Regions from separate parts of the Sus scrofa genome. Here region 2 is linked to region 1. A link is a contact called in public targeted proximity ligation data. All regions are on one chromosome and are shown on one strand. The core of a region is the stretch at or near the end of the contact, and the rest is flanking DNA. Distances in the headings are between cores, read along the strand shown. Region 1 overlaps DPT (dermatopontin). Region 2 overlaps LOC106510109 (a long non-coding RNA gene).

Region 1 (2,700 bases), core at 138-2,637:
TACATTAATTATTTATATACTTTTTCTTTTTTTTCTTTTCTTTCTTTTAGGTCCGCACCCATGGCATATGGAGGTTCCCAGGCTAGGGGTGGTGCCTCCGGCCTACACCACAGCCACAGCAGGATCGAAGCCGTGTCTGCAACCTACACCACAGCTCATGGCAATGCCGATCCTTAACCCACTGAGCAAGGATTCATTTCTGCTGAGCCATAACAGGAACTCCAATTATTTATATTTTAGATACATTTTCTAACTAACTTGGTTATTATTTTCTAGAAGTGGCAAATTAAAAAAATAACAGGAAAGATACAACTTAAAATGATATTCACTTCACCAGTGAGAAGGAATAGCTGAATGACATGACACACACAAAAATATATTTAAGAATAGAACTGGGAGTTATGTCTAGTCACTTATGATGAAGCATGATCATGTGAGAAAAAAGAATGTGTACATGTATGTGTAGCTGGGTCACCAGGCTGTACAGTAGAAAAAAAAATGTATTGGGGAAATAACAATTAAAAAATAAAATAAAATAAAATCTGACCAAAAAAAAAAAAAAAAAAAAAAAAAAAAAAACCTAAAAACTCAAAAGACCATGGAAGACCAGTGACATTAAGCAGCAGTGCATAGCCCCAAAGGGCAGCATCAGATAATAGTACAGCAGGGTATTCAATTTTCTTAGTGCTGTCTCCAAGTCAACAAGAAAATTAGTTCTGCATTTCCTGTTTAAGAAGGTAATTAATACCAAATATATATATTCGGACAGTTAAAATATCCAATTGCTATTGGCATGAAAGTTTTCAGTTGCATGGTTTAACCTAGAATCTTGGAAAACTGAGATATTATAACTTGCCTTTGTTTAAAATGAAATTACCCATGCAATTTTGCTCCTGTCACTGATAATCAGTGGCTTAAAGAACCACAACTTGGATTTCTTCCACTTTGTTGAAAGACGCTGCGGCCACTGCTTTAGAGAAATATTGTCAGTGCAATACTCACTGGGCAGGAGCTTTTCTTCCACATGCAAATCATAGTGGTTTCTTCCTGGAATGGATTTGCCCGCTTTGGGCACTATTGACATCTGGGGCCAGACAATTCTTTGTTGCAGGAGCCTTTCCTATACATTCTAGGTGTGCAGCAGCATCCTAGCCCCTACCCATGAGATGGCAGAAGCAACTTCCCTTCACCCACAGTTGTGCCCGCAGCAACAACAAAAGCCTGAGGAATAAAATTTCCCCTGATTGAGAACCTCTGTTCTGGAGGGAAATCAGCAACTAAGCCTCATTCGAGTATCTTGGTTTTTACCACCAAGTCTAAATTTTGCTTTGCATTAGTGAACAACCTCTTATAAGAGTAGTGTGAATGCCTGGCTTAAGAGCTCATCTATTTGTGTCTGTTGGCACAGAGATAAATAAGACTTGTCTACAGTTATGAAATTCATTTGTTAAACATACACGCCACCAGTTTTCTGACCTCCTTCTGAAACAAGTCATGTCCTCTGTTGACAATGGCAGGAATAAATACTAACAAATATTCAGGTATCCAGGCTCTCAAAGGTTTGTACTGGAGCTCCTATGCCCAGTCACTCTAAACAAGCAACCTTGAGCAGCAGACTCTAAATTTAAAGTTGTCTTATACTGCTGGAGCAGCATGTTCCATAGCTGCTGACAAGAGTTATCTCCTAGGACAGAGAGTGGTCAGTTTCCCTTCCAGATCCAAGGCTGGATAGAGATCTTGTCAGTGTTAGTGTTTAAGAGAAACTGAACCGTGAAGGGGACTCACAGATTGAAAAGGAAGAAGGCTTTTGTAAGGTTAAATAACCTCACTATGCTTTGGAATGATTTGCAAAATCGTATATAGAATGACTCTTAATTTTGCCCTTTATCAAACCTTTGCTAAGAATGGGACAGCCGTGTGCTCGATGGGATTATAGACATCCAGTTATGGAAGTGTTTTGGTCTAAGAGAAAGAGCAAGATTTGAGTTCAACAACTTGGAACTTGAAATTGTCAGCTAATTAGGTTAATAAAGGTCATTTCTCTGAGCCAGCTTCTTCACCGAAGCAATGACTTATCATGAGCGTTAAATGAGAAACTAGATAAAGCACCTAGTGCAATGCTGCATATGTTGGAGGACTCTGCAAAAGTACTTACGGTTATCATTACCATCACCAATATCACTGTTAAAAGATGTTAGACCAGAGAGCACTGTGCAGATTAGGCTTTTGATAAGTTTTTGTTAAATGGGTGAACAAAGAGTTTAGGCTAGCTCTTAGCAAAGAACATTCCTTGAAATGTATTCACACCACGTTTTTCAAACTCGAGCAGTTCTATGTCCTCTCATACCCCTGCCTGATCATTTAAACAAATATGCAACTTAATTTCTGTTATCTAAGAATGGCAGGCATTTTCTCTTTCACTTCACAGGTTTTAGATGTTTTCTCTCTCTTCATTTCCCTGTAATAGTGCTTTCTGAAAGGAAACACATAGGGTACAGCATGGAGCCTAACACATGATAAGTATTTAGGAAAAGAAGGAATGAGCAGATGGATGGCCTATGTAAATGAAGATTTTTTAGGATGAAAATGGAGACCATATTAAATAAATACTTTTATTCCAAGCTGTAAACCTCTATGTCCAAGATGTACCTTTGGGGCAGAGCAGTGGTGAGCTGATCACTGGTGATGAACAGGACCTCC
Region 2 (2,779 bases), core at 213-2,712, 240 kb after region 1:
GCACCCCTTCTGGGAGCAACTTCTAAGCTATTCTAGCTGCTCTCATCACCTGCGGAAACTACCAAAGGAAAATTAGTGGAAACCACTATTACTACATCTGATTTGGAGGCTGCAAGTGATTTTCACATCTCCCTCCTCTCTCATCCATTCTGGATTCCTCTCACCCCTGGCCATCATCTTTGTGGTTCTAGGTATCTTACCTGGTTGGGTGACCCAGACACTCATCCCTGAAGAGATCAAGGCCCTGATCACCACACCTCTCTCTGGGCATGACTGTTGACCTTTTCCATTTATCTCATATGGGGCAGAGGAGTGCCAGGAGATGCCCCATTAGAACAAGTGGATGCCAGACATATTCTTTGCTACCCCTTTATATAACAAGAGCATGGCTTCCTCCTGATTACCAGGGTCAGTGACTCCTTCCAGGGTCATGACGTCTTTCCTTGCCTGCTCATCCCTTGGTACAAGGAGCCAGAAGAGACCAGATGGCAATGACAGCTTAAAGTATAATAGGCACTTATTGTATATTCTGATGAAAGCATTCTCCTTCTGGAAAACAGCACCGTTAGGCCCACAGAGTCTGCAGCTGTCACCAATCCCACAGTTGAGTCACTGGGAGGGACAGTAAGCAGGACCACTCCTACTTTCACTTTGGGTTCCTGGATCCATAAATGCTATCTTTTGGGGTCACAGTGTCCTACAGTGATTGTGTATTTAGAGTGTACACCACATGGACTTCCTTGAGCCCTGCCACCATGGGACTACTACCTGTTGCTCAAACACTAAGGTGGCTGATGACAGAGGCTGGCTGATGTCAAGTGGCCGAGTCATTTCATCTACTTAGTTATTTAGTGCCTCTCCCACCATGACTGCTCCCCAGTGGTATTAATAGGCAATGCAAAGATCCTTGCTCTTTATGCTCACTGCTGGAAGCCCATTACACACCTCTTCCCCAGCCTCCCATGCCCTCAATCTTCCAGTCTTTTCTCTCCAGTCCCCTGACCAAGAGCAAAACGATTCACTATTCCTCAAGAGTCTTATTATTACTTTGGTCCACTTCTATTTCCACACAGAATGGATGACTAGGACCTCCACTGCAACTGCCTATTAAGAGGATTTCCTCTCATCTGTCTTTATGGACTACTGGCAAGTGGGGCTGTAGTTCACAGCCGTCCACTTTCAGCCTTCACCCCCATATAAAGCCAACACATCTGTGATGCAAACATGAGCGTTTCTCCTCCAAATGTAGTTGATAACGGAGGCTCCATTGCAGCCATAGGCATAGGGGTCAGCTGATGGAGAGGCAATGGCAGTGGTGATATGGGGGTCTGAAGCATTTGCTCATGCAGCTTCTTTGTGATCTCTAACCCTGCCTTGCTTGATTCTGTATGAACCACTTGCATTCTACAGAGCTATCTGAAAGAACAGCTGCAAGCAATTCCAGAAGGATTCAGCTATGAGTCACCAGCAGCCAACATTCTGGCAGCTGGGGGGATAAGTACCTTGACACTAAAAGGGGTATCTGAACAGTATGCTGCAGAATCCACTCTAGCATCAAATTAAATCTTCATAGTAAACCTGCGAAGAAGCCAGAAAGGATATTAGAACTGCCATCATGCAGATGAAGAATCTGAAGTATCTCAAGATTAAGCAGCTTTGGTTGATAGCAAACCAACTTAGCATTACAACAGTCCTGGAAGCAGCACTGTCCCATAGAAATGTAATATGAGCCACATACATAATTTTAAATTTTCTAGTAGCAAACATTAAAAGTTGTCAAAAGAAACAGGTGGAAGTAATTTTAGTAATACATTGTATTTAAGCCAAGAGTTCCAGAATATTATCTTTTCAACATGTAATAACCATTAAAAATGAATGAGGCATTTTACATTCTTTTTATCATACTGAGCCTTGGAAATCTGACATGTGTTGCACATTTATAACACTTCCTAATTTGAACTAGCCACATTTCAAGTGTTCAGAGGCCAAATGTGGCAACTGAATCAGTAGCCATAGCTCTAGACTCTCCATAATTCTTTCTCATCTTCCCTGAGATGTTCCTTTTGAACTGGCAGGACCTAAAGCCTTGAAGGGACACGCTTGGGGCAGTAACCCTGCCTTTGGCAGAAATCAAGGTCCTTGCCATTTACGAAGCTCCCAGAACCCCCACTCCTTTGGCACAACAGTTAGCTTTGCAGGTGTTGCTACCACTTACTGGCAAGGTTCAATTTGAAAAAGAAAAGAAAAAAAGCAGTGGTAGACAAATGTTTAACTCCATCTCTGTGTGTACCCTGTAATTTAATGCTAAATCCAGCTCAATTTGGTTTCTGTGGCAACAGAGAGAATCAGCTCTCCACAGCTCATATGTCAGATTTCTAAATGCAGGGTGCCTACAGCAGACTCGGCATTCCAATTGCCTGAGTTTTGATTCTGAGATTGATCCGCGGATACAAAAATTCAGTATGGAAGCTTCTCTTAGAGTTTTTATTCAACATAGAAAATGTAGAAAAGGAAGGATTAGGGAGCTTTCAGTCCCAGAAATCTTTAGAAATGGGTAAGTTCTTCATTTGGTTTGAGACTTGGGAGAGGGACTTCGTGGAGACAAAAGGAGGCCTTAGACCTAATGTAATCTTTGCCAACCCATGAAGCCTTAGTGGACGTGCATGTTCTGCACAGATGGACCCCTGGGGGCAGTCATGAGCCCTCAAAAGTAAATTTGCTTTCTTCTTTCTTCTTCCTTTCAGCAAGTAGCATGCATGGAATTGGGGAGGAGTGGGTT

What was found.
Region 2: a targeted proximity ligation map of skeletal muscle shows a contact between it and region 1, with 3 times the contacts expected there. A contact is called at or near these places in 3 of 47 Hi-C or Micro-C datasets (embryonic fibroblasts and heart right ventricle) and 1 of 2 datasets of targeted methods (skeletal muscle).

The regions. Positions count from the first base shown.
Region 1 is chr4:82,315,249-82,317,948 of Sscrofa11.1, forward strand. The region is part of intron 3 of DPT (dermatopontin); the gene reads left to right. All of the region lies in intron 5 of LOC106510102, which reads right to left. Among named protein-coding and RNA genes, the nearest start is that of DPT, 29 kb to the left of the region's middle.
Region 2 is chr4:82,553,924-82,556,702 of Sscrofa11.1, forward strand. All of the region lies in intron 4 of LOC106510109 (a long non-coding RNA gene), which reads right to left. Among named protein-coding and RNA genes, the nearest start is that of XCL1, 120 kb to the left of the region's middle.